4 separate regions of the Zea mays genome follow, and regions 2, 3 and 4 are each linked to region 1. The links are chromatin contacts, called in public Hi-C maps. All regions are on one chromosome and are shown on one strand. Each heading gives the region's core, a stretch centred on a gene start, on an enhancer-like site or on the middle of the called end of the contact. The rest is flanking DNA. Distances are from core to core; before and after follow the strand shown. Region 1 holds the start of LOC100276301. Region 2 holds the start of LOC103653810 (auxin response factor 8). Region 3 has its middle 18 kb from the start of LOC103653810. Region 4 holds the start of LOC541889 (plasma membrane intrinsic protein 2).

Evidence for each region. Hi-C and Micro-C count contacts between places; a contact is called where the count stands out from the background.
Region 2: a Hi-C map of endosperm shows a contact between it and region 1, with 2.4 times the contacts expected there. The contact joins the promoter of LOC103653810 here to the promoter of LOC100276301 in region 1. A contact is called at or near these places in 4 of 25 Hi-C or Micro-C datasets (bundle sheath, ear, endosperm and 1 more).
Region 3: a Hi-C map of tassel shows a contact between it and region 1, with 2.5 times the contacts expected there. The contact joins the enhancer-like site here to the promoter of LOC100276301 in region 1. A contact is called at or near these places in 4 of 25 Hi-C or Micro-C datasets (ear, leaf and tassel).
Region 4: a Hi-C map of endosperm shows a contact between it and region 1, with 4 times the contacts expected there. The contact joins the promoter of LOC541889 here to the promoter of LOC100276301 in region 1. A contact is called at or near these places in 3 of 25 Hi-C or Micro-C datasets (ear, endosperm and tassel).

What each region holds. Positions count from the first base shown.
Region 1 is chr4:149,174,088-149,177,750 of Zm-B73-REFERENCE-NAM-5.0, forward strand. It overlaps LOC100276301, which reads left to right and starts at 1,807. Exons shown (of 5, transcript NM_001374050.1): 1 at 1,807-2,247. The coding sequence starts at 1,993.
Region 2 is chr4:148,950,609-148,954,271 of Zm-B73-REFERENCE-NAM-5.0, forward strand. LOC103653810 (auxin response factor 8) reads left to right here and starts at 1,632. Exons shown (of 3, transcript XM_008680610.3): 1 at 1,632-3,019; 2 at 3,111-3,663. The coding sequence starts at 1,940. It overlaps LOC103653809, which reads right to left and starts at 933. Exons shown (of 2, transcript XM_020552639.1): 1 at 175-933. The coding sequence starts at 755.
Region 3 is chr4:148,968,892-148,972,554 of Zm-B73-REFERENCE-NAM-5.0, forward strand. No RefSeq gene overlaps it. Among protein-coding and RNA genes, the nearest start is that of LOC103653810, 18 kb to the left of the region's middle. Within about 2 kb of position 1,905, at least 14 of the 20 cell types and tissues checked have an H3K27ac peak or open chromatin away from gene starts, as enhancers often do. A contact at or near this core is called in ear, leaf and tassel, where this site is marked.
Region 4 is chr4:149,012,095-149,015,757 of Zm-B73-REFERENCE-NAM-5.0, forward strand. LOC541889 (plasma membrane intrinsic protein 2) reads left to right here and starts at 1,862. Exons shown (of 4, transcript NM_001111555.1): 1 at 1,862-2,257; 2 at 2,370-2,665; 3 at 3,516-3,656. The coding sequence starts at 1,936.

The sequences.
Region 1 (3,663 bases), core at 557-3,056:
ATACAACCTTAATATTTGTATTCGTTCCCGTAAATAAATGAGTATCTAGATCGCTTCTTTATATTTCTTTCATTCCGATTCTACTACTTGGACACTCAGCTTCTTAATTTTGTCTTAAGCTTTTCTTTGCATTACACCGTCTCGATCTAAAAAAAATATTGCATACCAGATACAAACATATCTCATTGCAGCAGTCCCTCACATTTGTGGCTTGCATGGCCACGAATTAGAGCTGGATATCGAGCCAGCTCGGTTTGACCCGTCCGAATTTAAGTTGACTCGTTAAACTAATGAGCTGGCTCAACTCAACTCGTTAAACTAACGAGTTATAGAGCCAGCTCGAGCTCGGCTCGTCCGCTTGTAGCCAAACTGATCCGTTTAGCTCGTGAGCCACGTTCGAAAAAGCAACATATATATATAATTATTTTCTAGTTAATTTTAAATTAATTTAACAATAGAAAATAGTAATTATACACATAGTTTCGTAGACTACATCAATGCAACACCAAATTAAACTCATCAATTCATCATCAATTTACAACTCACACACATGTTCATCAATTTAACCCACATTCATATTCACATAGACTAATTTACCACATAGACACAGTTCATCAATCATCAGTTTAACTCATAGGTCGTAGACACCAAATATATATATAACATGTTCATCAATTGAAACGTAAATGATATGTATATATTTTTATTTTGCTGAAATGTGATAACTCATTTAGCTCACGAGCTTGCTTGTTCATGAACCGAGCTAGGATGTCAACTTATTTCGTGAAAAAAATTCAAACGATCCGATGCAAGCTGACCACAAATCGAGCTAGCCGACAAGCTACCAGTGTTTCATCTAGCTCTACCACACACAGAAGTCACAACTCACAAGTCCCAAACAGTCGACCTCAATTTTCTATCCGTGTGGGTCTGAAGATAGGGGTGGTAATGGGTCATTTAGTTTAGCCTAGCAAATTTAAGGATTGAATCAAGTTAGGGTCGGATCATAAAACAATACAATTTTGAACTAACAAAATTAAAGATCTTGTTGGTTTGTGAACCAAGTATTAGGGCCATGATCCATTACCACCCCTATCTGAAGATTACGAATGTGAGAGCTGCAATGAGATGTGTTTGCATATTTCAATTAGTATACGTAGTCCATTGTTGCATTGTTAAAATATATTAAATCGTATAAATCATTTTTAAGAATAAATCTATTGCATTGTGAAGATGAGGTCAAATTTGCAATAACGAGTGCAATATAAGGCAATTGTCATCTTTTTATATATTTAATCTAACACTGTTAGTGGTTGTTAACGAAATAGACGAAAGCTTCAATTTCAAAAAAAAAGATACAATTTTACAGAAACGAAGTTCATTTCCAAAATTTCTATCTCTACTATATATAAATCACCAATTTCTACGGCGTCACCTTCCATTTTCCACGTAATACAAAAAAATAAATTAAAATTATATACAAATAAGAGTTTATACTTTTATTGTTGTTTTCACGCTTTTACCCACATAATTAATGGAATATATATTTTTGTATCTTATTTAAATAAAATATACTAATATGATATATAAAATCCGTGGTAATGCATGAGCAAGTCACTAGTTGGGGCACTTTTGCAGTTGGCCTGAATACCCTTTGCAGTCTCGGTGGTTTCACGCGTGCGTCCCTGCCATTTCTCGAGTCGACGCCCCCACTTGCAGAGTTGGATGAGCTGCTACGAGGATCGACCGAGCCACCCAAAAGCAAAAAGCTACACCAGGTCTACAGCGCCGGGAGTCCGGGATCCAGCCACGGCCACGGGGGGCGCTCTCGAGAGAAAGATCCAGCCCCAAAGGCCCAAACCCGAAACCCCTCTCTTCTTCCTCCTTCCATTGGGGTCGCGTCCAACAAGAGGTTGGCCAGCCATCCCGCGCGAGCCACTTCCTCTCTCCTCCCCATCGGATCCAGCGCCACGCGGATCCGCAAGGCAATCCATGGCCTCTACCCAGGCGGAAGCGGAGGCGGGGGCACCGGCCCCGCCCGAGGCGGCGGAGGCGAAGGAGAAGGGCAAGCAGGGCGGGGTGCTGGGGAGGGTGTGGCGGGCGCTCTTCGGTGGCCGCGAGGACTTCGAGAAGCGGCTGCAGTACCTGTCCAAGGAGGAGGCAGCCGTGCACGCGCGGATGCGCCGGCGGACGCAGTTCTCGCGCCGCGCCGTGCGGAACCTCATCGTACTCTCCGTCCTCGCCGAGGTCTCCACGTGTTTTCCTTCTTTCGCCCCTCTTGTTTTCTGTTCCCACCCAATGTTTGGAGATGATTTGGTGATGCGGGTAGCGGTTTTGCTCGTCTTTGGATTCGTGGTCATTCGAATTGTTATCGTGGAGGAGAGTTTGCTCACAATATGAGACGGTGTCTGTTACGCGTGTTCCGGTAACCGATCCCTAGGCACTGTTTGCTGCATACGGTGAATTATTACTCTAATGCTTGAGATTAGCTTATAATGGCGCGGGAGACGAACAACAGAAAAGATGACGCCCCAAAGATGACTTCCTTAAAAATGTGGATGCCTCTCTTTTATTTCGACCAAGGGTAAAAGGGCAACCACTTTACTTGCATTAGATGCCTTGTGTTTTTTAGATATCTTACGGACTGTATCCGAGTTATGATACATGTATGGTCTTTCCGTGCTGCAGTACGTTACCAGCGAGTTAAAGAGGGGTTTCTCACATGATACGAAGATTCATGCCTAGCATCACCGGTGAATACGATAATTCTGTCGTTAATCAGTTCTGTAGTAATCATTCCATTGTTCTTTCAGCTTCCAACGTTTAGGGCTAGTTTGGAAACACCGTTTTCCCAAGGGATTCTAATTTTCCCAAGGGAAAATGAACTAATTTCCCTTGGGAAAATTAGAATCCCTTGGGAAAACGGTGTTTCCAAATTAGCCCTTAGAGTGAAATACTCCTGCTGGAAAATAGATACATGGATGTGTACTGTGATTTCTTGTCAGGATTACATGTTTAGATACCTAGTTCTGTTCGTTTTTTTCCTTTGTAATTTCTGGTTGTCAGTAACCATATATTGCCTATGGTAGTGTCCTCAAGGCAATACCTAGGTGACAAGGCATACCGTCCCAAGGATGCCATACCACCTTAATTCCTTAAGAACATCGGTCTATACTAAATCTTTTGAAGTTCACAGAAAAAAATATTCAGTTCATGTTACAGGCTGTTATGGGACTTAAGCTCATAAGCTAGGTCATTAGGGTTAGGTTAGCCACCGTTAGGGTAGCCACCTCTATATAATGAGAGGTGGAGGTCATTAGCAGGTAAGCAAGAAGAATAGATCTGGTTTACTCTTAGGGCCTCCTACGGGAGGACGAGTACCGGGACTATCTTGCGAGTGCATTTGTGTTCATAACAAATTGGTATCGGAGCCACTACGCGCGCATCGCCACCATGGCGGCATGCACGACGATGTGGAGACCCTCTATGTTGCGGAGAAACTTGATCGCATACTAGCGCAGCTGCAAACCATAAACAATAGGCTGGATTCCCACGACGCTCGCCTGGCCAAGCTCCAGCAGGCATGGGTTGGCTCCTCTGCTGCTACCACAGGCGGCTTGGGCGCAGGCAGCGTGGGCATGAGTGGTGAAGGTGGCCTGGGTG
Region 2 (3,663 bases), core at 382-2,881, 220 kb before region 1:
GTAAACCAAATCATCTATGCAAATACACAAAAATCATCTGGAAACAATTGTGACAATTAAGTAGACAAATCCACAAACAGTCGAACTGCTACAACACAAGAGAAAACGTATGACTCAGAGAAATACATGAACTGCTACAACACAAGAGAAATGGTAAACACAATGTAGACTCACCTGGAGGAGTGTGAGCGAAGGATTTCCGTCGTTGTAGGATGGTTGTAGCAGTCTGGCAATTGCGACCTTTTTAATGATGGTGGGTGCACGATTTGGGGGATTTGTGTTGGAATCATTTGGCAAGGCACTTTCCAAATCAGCGTCGTAGATCGTGCGCTTTCCAAATCGGCGACGGAGATAATGCACGCAATTGCCAGATCGAGCGCGCTTGTTGGGGGGAATGGTGCATTGCCAAATTTGGGGGCCCTGGCTGCGTGGAAGGGGAAACGATGGGGCCCATGGCTGGTTGGGCTAGGGGACACGAGGGCTCCTCCACGGTCGGTCACACCACGATTGTGCGGCTGCGCGGAGGGGACGACGAGGCGGGGGCATGGCGTTCGGGCAGTTGGGGCATACGAGGCGGGTGCATGGGCTAGGGGACGCGAGGGCTCCGAGACAGCCGACCACACCGCGGAGTGGACGACGCAGAGGGGACGGCGTGGCGCCTGGAATGGTTGGTCGGGCGGGCTCCGTCCTAGGCAAGTCGGCGGCATGGCTGGTGATGCAGAGGAAACGACGGCGCAGAGGAGAAGTGAAGGCATCGCGAGCACAGATTCGGGCGACGCAGCGGGTGTGGGGCAGGACGAAGGCAGCCTCAGCGAGAGGACGAAGGGGGAGTCGCCGAGCACGGGGGGCGTCGGACTGGGGCGGGCGTGTAGCGAAGTGCCGAGGACGGGGAGAATGGGGCGGCGCGACGATGGCTGGGGTAGGGGCGAGCAATGTGAGGGGAGCGTAGGACGGGTCCACTATGGCAGTGACATGTTGGAGGGGAGTGGGAGGGAGAGGCGAGGCGGGGGCATGACCGCGCCGAGCGTCCACACTGCTTTCTTAATTAGTAGTAGGATTATCGTTCGTACATAATTACTTAATTACTTACAACTAAATTATTGTTTAAAAGTGTATGCTAAATAAAAGAATGTAGGTGGCTCGAAACTTGACGGGCTCGGGTACGAGTTTGGAATGACACTGGTAGGTGTGATCATAGTTAGATTTAGATAGATTTCACAGGTACGATCGCGAATATGATTTTGATTCACCCGACTCGAGCTCAATTTATTATGAAGGGTTTTTGCTCTACTCGACTCAAGTAGACTTATTGTCCTCTGTAGTCGACTCAGGTGGTCTTTGCTAGGGTGTAAATGGCACCGTGTGGATGGCTTAGCTCGCATGTTCAAGCCCTAGGTCATGCAAAACCCTTCAGTTTTTTCATCATTTACTATGTTTATTGAGACATCCAACATTTTTTTCATATGGAGATTGAGTGTCCAACATTTTTTTCTCTCTTTTTCAGTGGATATCAACATTTTATTTGAGAATTCGTTTCACATTTGCATAGTTGCACGGACCAGAAACCCCACAGGCCACAACCACAACGGTGTTCCTGGGTTTCGACCACGCTGAGTCGCTGACGCATACCGAAACTCACGGGCCTCAAACTTCCACACAGTGACGCCGCTCCACGCGTACTGGTACTCGTTGCTGTTTCCTACGCGACTGTCCGGCTCCGCACATCAGCCTGGGGGCCTGGCGCCCTGTCGCTCACTCCCACTCACCGAACGGGCACTTATAAGTCGCAACGGGGTTTACTCCTGCTCGTTACCGTGAAAAACAAGCACCACCGTAGCTCAGTTACACACGACACCGGCAGACCCGCTCGCCTTCGTCTCCTCCTCCTCCACCTCCCGCTCTCACTCTACTGGCCGGCCCTCGCCTCGGTGCGTTCCCGATGATCACGTTCGCGGACCTGACGGAGCCGGCAGCGGCCGGCGCCGAACGGTGCGTGGACCGGCAGCTGTGGCTGGCGTGCGCGGGCGGCATGTGCACCGTGCCGCCCGTGGGCGCCAGCGTCTACTACTTCCCGCAGGGGCACGCGGAGCACGCGCTCGGCCTCGCCGGTGCGGCCGACCTCTCCGCGGCGCGCGTCCCGGCGCTGGTCCCCTGCCGCGTCACGGCAGTGCGCTACATGGCTGACCCAGACACCGATGAGGTCTTCGCCAGGATCCGCCTCGTCCCGCTGCGCGGCGGGGACGCGGACGCGGACGCGGGTGGCGTCGAGGACGACGCGGCCGCGGCGGACGAGCAGGAGAAGCCGGCCTCGTTCGCCAAGACGCTGACACAGTCCGACGCCAACAACGGCGGCGGGTTCTCCGTGCCGAGGTACTGCGCGGAGACGATCTTCCCGCGGCTGGACTACGCCGCCGACCCGCCCGTGCAGACCGTCGTCGCCAAGGACGTGCACGGGGCCGCCTGGAAGTTCCGCCACATCTACCGGGGCACGCCGCGCCGGCACCTGCTCACCACGGGGTGGAGCACGTTCGTCAACCAGAAGAAGCTCGTCGCAGGGGACTCCATCGTGTTCCTCCGCGGCGACAGCGGGGACCTGCACGTCGGCATCCGGCGTGCCAAGCGCGGGTTCTGCGGCGCCGGTGGAGGCGGAGGCGACGACTCCCCTGCGGCCGGGTGGGACCATTACGCGGGCCTCATGCGAGGGAATGTGAGCCCGTGCGCGGCCGCCAAGGCACGGGGCAAGGTGCGACCAGAGGACGTGGCCGAGGCGGCGAGGCTGGCGGCCGCCGGGCAGTCGTTTGAGGTGGTGTACTACCCTCGCGCCAGCACGCCCGAGTTCTGCGTTCGCGCCGCCGCGGTCCGCGTGGCGATGAGGGTGCAGTGGTCCCCAGGGATGCGGTTCAAGATGGCGTTCGAGACCGAGGACTCCTCCAGGATTAGCTGGTTCATGGGCACCGTCGCCGGCGTCCAGGTCACCGATCCCATCCGCTGGCCGCAGTCGCCTTGGCGCCTTCTTCAGGTATGCAGCAGCAGCTGCTACTTCTCGGCTACCAACAAGGGGAAAGCTCTGCGCTTGGTGCTCACTTGTCGAATTGGCGATTGCGCTGCAGGTGACCTGGGACGAGCCGGACCTCCTGCAGAACGTGAAGCGGGTGAGCCCATGGCTGGTCGAGCTGGTGTCCAGCATGCCGGCCATCCACCTCGCGTCCTTCTCGCCTCCGCGCAAGAAGCCCCGGATCCCGGCGTACCCGGAGTTCCCCTTCGAAGGGCAGCTCCTGAACCCGGCGTTCCCGCCCAACCCACTGCCGCACGGCCAGCACCACCACCATTTCCTTCACTCCCACTCCCACCAGCACCACCACCCACCCTTCTTCCCGTTCCCGGCCGGCAGTGCTCCTGCAGCCATACAGGGAGCCAGGCATGCGCAATTCGTTCCACCTTTCTCAGAACTCCACCTCACCCACTTGCAGCCGAGCCTGCTGTACCCCAGGCTCCGCCGTCCCGACCATGTCGGTCCGACGACCCCGATCCCGGCAAGAGTCAGCACGGACCTGACCATCGGAGGCGCGGCGGCGGCGGCGCGCGACGACGACGACGACGACTTCCCGTGCGCTCCTCCGTCGACGGGTGCCAACAGGCAGAAGCCCGACGCCAAGCCGGCGG
Region 3 (3,663 bases), core at 655-3,154, 210 kb before region 1:
GTGGTGTAAGATAGAAAATGATAGCACCCCAACATCATCCATTCTCGTTATTCCAGATGAACAATGAGACATATATCTTGAAGAATATGCTTGAGTTATGAGGGATAACGACTTTGACAGATGTCATCGTCAGGGGGAGCGAATTCTTATATTGATCACAATCGCGAGATAATAAATGACATATTCTATGCCCTGAAGGCATGAGCTTGATGATCAATATATGAACCTTTATGGAACTTTCTATCAAATATATAGATCCAGTCGATCGAACACCATCAGTCAAAGTGGCTTATTTATATTGATATGTGCACTTACCTCGTATATCCTAGAAGTGAGTAGAGGTAAAGTTCCTGAAATAGTCCTTGCAAGGATATGCAGTCCGTTTGCTAAATCTTTATGTGTATATACTTCCAGAAGAAGATGTTTTGCCTTATTGATACAGTTTTGCAAGGATCAGGGGAGCACATTTCTAAAGTTAGCCCTTGTAGAAGGTTCGATAGAATCTAGATCCCAGAGGATCAAAATTTGTCCCGATGACAGCTGTTGTACTCTTTTTCCCTTTGTGAGTTTTCTTGAAGTTTCTCACATGAGGTTTTTAACGAGGCAACAAAGTGCAAATGCAATTTGTATCACCATGCACTCTTTCTCCACTTTTTTCCCACTGGGTTTTCGGAGTTTTAACGAGACATGTGTTGGTCGCGGTATTCGCCCAAGGGGGAGTGTTAAGTAACCCTAGTTAGGGTTATGTGGGCAAATACCGGCTTTGCCCCTGAGGGGTCTCACATCTCTATATAAGGAACCTGTACACCTCTTCATATGACAGAGATCAGAAAGAGGCCAGAGGCCCAACCCTATATCCAGTGTCTCGTGTGTTTCCTCTGTCGTGCTTATGGAAAGTGAGACGGGTTAATGGGAAGTGAGACGGGTTATCTACATCTTCTTGCGCCTCTACTGCTGACGGGAGGGAAGGGAACGGATCTGGTGATCCGTGGTAACGTAGTTCTCAACAGTATGTTCTCCAATGGCATTGCTGCGAAGGCTTCCGTATGGATATCCGACCTCGTTACTGGGCCAGCAAATTTTCTGGGTTGGGTCTAAAATACTTCAGAAATAAGTTTTCAATGAAAAAAAAGAAAGATGAACGTACCTTTTCCCATCTATCTATTAAAGTGAGATCACGGACCCGCATGAATAAACTCTTCTTTTCTACCGGTATCCTTGTACGATCCATCCTCCTCAGAGGATGATGATCATGGGAGCCTTTGGCTAGGTTCGAAGCCACACAGAAACCCAGAGGCAATTTGAACAGCGAAGGAATTAATTCGACACGATCAAGCGGTATAAAATTAGTAAATTTTTACCCCAATACCGATACGTTTACATTATTTGCATCAGAGTTCGCAGCTGTATGTATTGAAGTGTCAATCTAACTTCGGTCTCATAAAGACCAATTACGTCAATCTAGCAGCCGGCCAGCTGATGACCGGACGGTTAGGCGGCCCAGCTACAACCCAGCTAAAAATAGTGGGCTAGTTATGTCTCAGGGGCAGATCTAGGGGCAGATCTAGGCATTCGATTTTATCCGACGCTCGGTTTTTTCGGTATTTAGGGCTAGTTTTGGAACTTCGGATTTCTAATTTTCCAAGAAAAAATAAACTAATTTTTCTTAGAAAAATTAAAACCCCGTGAGAAAATGAGGTTCCCAAACTAGCCTTTAGAAAATTCGAAAATTCGAGTTTTAGGTATTGAGAACCGAATGAAAACCGAAAATTCAGTTATCCGATACTCACTGTCAGTTTTCGGTCTTACCCGAAAAATGTAAGCATCACTCATCAGCACTTCAGCAGCAATATAACGATAGGGATCCACCCTCCTCTGGTCCACTGACCACCGTCCTGTCCGTCCAGCAGAGCAACACATCCAAGCATCGAACGGCCCATCGCACATACAGGTCCAGGCGCCCAGCTGAGAGCCAACTCAGTCCAGACTCAAATATATGCAAAATTGCAAGCACAAGTGCACAACTTAATCACTAACCACTTAGGCTCTATTCGGTTTCCACGGATTGGAGCTCTAGACTGGTTCTTAGCCGGATTACTTCTCTAATTTATATAAATTTTGATGAGCTGGAACGAATATCGGTTCAATCATAGAGAAACGAACGGGCCAATCAGTAACCATACTCAAATATATACCAATAGCCCAGGCCCTAGGGCTCGCGCGGCCAGCACAACCTCGACCACCATTTCTATGATTCTGTCCATTCACTGATTCACGTCTCAAACTCAAATATAGCAAAGCCACAAAGGCACTGACAGAGTGACAGAGACAGTAATAGTCCAACACCAAGTTTACATAAAAACAAATATAGCATGAAACATGACTTAACAATTTACCACTGACTTTCTAACCATCTAACTCCATCACTTTGCATAAACAAATATGCATAACTTTCTAAAGATCAAATGGCAGTGGGGTACCTGGCAGTAGTAATAATGTCTATATATGCATATGCATAGATGTAGACATGTTTGGGTTACATAACTAAAATTATCTATGTGACTAACTTTTTTGTTAACATAGCAGAAAATGATGAAATGAGAGTGAATTACCATTATAGAGAAGTTTCTTATCTATAAATACTATTATAGAGAAGTCTAATTAATTAGTACTATTGTGGAGAAGCCTCTTCTAACGAGTACAATAATAGCAAAAAGGCCTCACACATTACTGTATATGTACATATACATAATTAATCCACAAATCCACGAACGTGTGAGCACTTAACTATCAAGCATTTAAGTATGACAAGATGAAGGATTTCCACATACGATCAGAAGATCAATCGAACGATGGCGATTAGCATAGCTGCTCAGGCGATGGTCAGACAGCGGGGTCACTGACGGTGATGGACATCGAGCAGAGGGACGATCATCAAGCAATGACGATGGGCGGATCTCTAGGGTTTCTTACTTTTGATAGATGGTGCCTCACGGCACGAAGGCGTCATCGACGTCCTTGTAGCTCCACCGAACACTCTTCGCCGCTGCAGTCGCTTGGCCCCATATGAGCCGCATGATGGATGGCTGCTCGAGACTAGGTGTTGGGGACTTGTTCTCAAATGCTATGAGTCAAGAACAAGGCAACATAGAAAATGTTAGTCGGTAAAGTCCTTCGTCCTTCGAAGCATTATTCCCCTTAGGATATAATGGTTTTCGGACGAAGGTTATGAAGGGCGTACCTTCATAAATATATTATACAATGACGAAGGATGAATTGTAAGGAATATAATGAACAACATAAACAATTATATATTATTATTATGTATAAACAGAAATAACGTTGGATTACAAATGTACCTTCAACTTGAAGGAGATGAAAGTACAAGCGTGACGCAAAAGTGAATGCCAAATCAGCATGAACAGTACAGGGGAACTGTTCACCTATTTATAGGCACAGGACACAGCCTATGCAAAATTACATTCATGCTCTTTACATTTGATAATAATACTATTGTAATCTATCGAGGTCTGAATAGCCTTTTCATCTTTAAGTCGGTTTCATTTTGTTGCTATCATGCCGAAGCTTTCCTGCTCACACCTTCGGCGCTGTATCAACCTTCGTATTATTCTGGTCTGCTGTGATACCGACTTGAGTCCGAAG
Region 4 (3,663 bases), core at 612-3,111, 160 kb before region 1:
TTTCAGCCTTCACACCACATACAAGAGTTATAGCATTCAATACAAGACACAACCAAAGAGATCAAATCCTCTTCCAAGTCCAAAGACAATTCCAATCAAATAGTGACTAGTGAGAGAGAGATACTTGTGTTCATTTGAGCTCTTGCGCTTGGATTGCTTTTCTTCCTCATTCTTTCTTGATTCCAACTCAATTGTAACCAAGGCAAGAGACACCAATTGTGTGGTGGTCCTTGTGGGGACTTAGTGTCCCGTTTGATTGAGAAGAGAAGCTCACTCGGTCTAAGTGACCGTTTGAGAGAGGGAAAGGGTTGAAAGAGACCTGGTCTTTGTGACCACCTCAACGGGAAGTAGGTTTGCAAGAACCGAACCTCGGTAAAACAAATCACTGTGTCATCTTCTCTTATTCGCTTGTGATTTGTTTTCTCCCTCCATTTCGGACTCGTTTATAATTCTAACGCTAACCCCGGCTTGTAGTTGTGCTTAAAGTTTATAAATTTCAGATTCGCCCTATTCACCCTCCCTCTAGGCGACTTTCACTTGCCAACTACAAAATTCTATAACTAACTTCTCAAGATCTACAAAGTTTATTTGGTTGTTTGGTCATTTGTTCATCTCACATGATGGTTCTAACAATATGCACAAATCTTATACATCTCTCTCGTAGTTTCATAAACTACGAGAGAGATATATGTTTTATGAACAAATTTATTTTTATTTTATCATATGAAGAAATGTTCAAAATATAAATTATATATCATGATGAGTTATACAAATTTGTAGTTGAAAACTTTTTCATTTGAATTAATTTACTGCTTTAAAATGTGATTTTTAAATTGTCTTTGCCTAGTGTTGAAAAATGCACTCGGTAAAGAAGCTCTTTGCCGAGTCTTTTATTTTTGACACTCGGCTTCTACGAGTGTTTTCTTTTACCGAGGTTTTTTTGCGTGGCATTCGGCAAAGAACCTCTTTGCCGAGTGCCGAAAAAAAAACACTCGGCAAAATATTTGGCGCTCGGCAAAGAGCCAAATTCCGGTAGTGAATATATGGAAATACATGTTTTCATCTTGTTTAGGAAGCAGTATATTTGAGATGATCCTAGGTTCCTAGCATATTGTTGAGAATAACCATTCTATTAAGTAGATTTTCAATGAGCATGCCCTCCAATTTCATTTGTTGACAAGAACTAACAATTTTGAACCGGATTAATGGGTGGCTGCACCGCATCTATATACAACATTTTGTATAAGATGAATATATAGTACCTTTTATTCATCTTTCTAGCTTAAAATTCAAATAAATAATCATACAAATAATTATACTGAATATATAATAATAACTCATATGTAGTCCGTAGTCGAATAACTGTGGTTTTACACGCGCGTGTGGCGCGTGCATTTTAACTAGTTCACCTTATTCTTCTGACAAGTTCCTCCTTCCTAGTAGCCACAGTTTACGGCCATGCATGTATCGCCACACGCAACTGAGAAGCTGGACCAGTAATTGAAATCACCAGCGGTTTTTGTGTTTTCAATTCGCTTTTTTTTTTTTTTTTTCAAAACGTCAGCACACAAACCATATAGAATTATGTGAATAGCCCTTCGGTTGATCACTGGCCACCAGTTCGACTCTGGCGTGACATAATGATGAGGGTTTAGTCGGTTGTGGGCGGCAAATTATTGTATACAAAAAAAACTCTAACTAACCAGAAACCAAACCTTATCCCTGACTAAATTATACTACGTATTTTGTAATCAATTAAGCGAGGCGATGAGCTCGTCCTCTCTCTTGCACGAGCCGTCCTCCCACGCCCCACGCATATATACCTCGGCCTCTCGAGTCTCCGGCCTCACAACACACAACAAGCAAAGCGAAGCGCGCGCACAGAGATCTAGCTGAGCTACTAGCTATAGCAGCAGCTGCTGCAGGTCTCCTGACATGGCGAAGCAGGACATCGAAGCATCGGGGCCCGAGGCCGGCGAGTTCTCGGCCAAGGACTACACGGACCCTCCGCCGGCGCCGCTCATCGACGCGGATGAGCTCACCAAGTGGTCCCTCTACCGCGCGGTCATCGCCGAGTTCATCGCCACGCTGCTCTTCCTCTACATCACCGTGGCCACCGTCATCGGGTACAAGCACCAGACGGACGCGGCGGCGTCGGGCCCCGACGCGGCGTGCGGCGGCGTGGGCATCCTCGGCATCGCGTGGGCCTTCGGCGGCATGATCTTCATCCTCGTCTACTGCACCGCCGGCATCTCAGGTCCCGCGGCCGGCCTTGCACGCACGCAGCATGCATATGCCGCCTTCGTCCACTCCAACCGTGTGATGTGTGTGTGTGACACGTAGATGTATGTATGTATGCATGCATGCAGGTGGGCACATCAACCCGGCCGTGACCTTCGGCCTGTTCCTGGCGAGGAAGGTGTCCCTCGTCCGCGCCCTGCTCTACATCATCGCGCAGTGCCTGGGCGCCATCTGCGGCGTCGGCCTCGTCAAGGGCTTCCAGAGCGCCTACTACGTGCGCTACGGCGGCGGCGCCAACGAGCTCAGCGACGGCTACTCCAAGGGCACCGGCCTCGCCGCCGAGATCATCGGCACCTTCGTGCTCGTCTACACCGTCTTCTCCGCCACCGACCCCAAGCGCAGTGCCCGTGACTCCCACGTCCCGGTGAGCACACACATAGATTACATATATGAATGAATATATACCACAGTTAATTGATTCAGTACTGGTGCACTGCTCATATACATATGAAGTTATGAACCCATGTATACAGCAGTAGAGCACTAATGAACTGTGTGTGGAGTTTATGCATGGTAGCTTTGGTGCAAGCTAGCTCGCTAGAGTGCAGACTGAAGACTTTAACAGTAATTAAAAATTAGAGCGCAATGCAAAGTGTTTACATCAACACAAAAACCTTCACGTCGCAAGTCGTCCCACTTTCTGAATACCTCTAGGTAGTAGTGTCGTCTGAATTAATTTCTACTGCTGCGGTATATATATATAGGAATTAAGGCTGAGTAGCTCATGAACCCGGCGAATCGAGTGTTTTCCTGCCACAATTAGACGTTCCATGTAGGGCACTGGGCACGCACTGGGAGCAACGGTCCCAAATCGAGCTCCCAGAATCAGGAGCATGTGAAGATGTATCTTGCTGCATATGCCAATAAGCAGACAGGAAGATTCTCTCTTGCGTAGCGTAGTAGGCAGCAGCAGTGCGTGTCTTACAGCGAACGTGAGGTGGCAGCGATTGGTTTGCGAATGATTGTACTACTTCGATAATACATCACAGTAGCATGTGTTAGGGATAGCGACAAGGTGCAAAATTCCAAGAGAAACTTCTGGTCGAGTGGTTACTTATTTTGCCTTCAGATTCGGTGATACATCCCTTTCATACTTTCTACAGTATATATAGTCAGAGCCTGCTGCGCTAGAACCACGCGATTTCAAAATCCTGAGCTGTTTGCAGGTGTTGGCCATGCATGTAATTGATGAGCGAGCTAATCTATGTCTGCAGGTGTTGGCCCCTCTTCCGATTGGGTTCGCCGTGTTCATGGTGCACCTGGCCACCATCCCCATCACCGGCACCGGCATCAACCCGGCGAGGAGCTTGGGAGCCGCGGTCATCTACAACAAGGACAAGGCCTGGGACGACCAAGTACGCA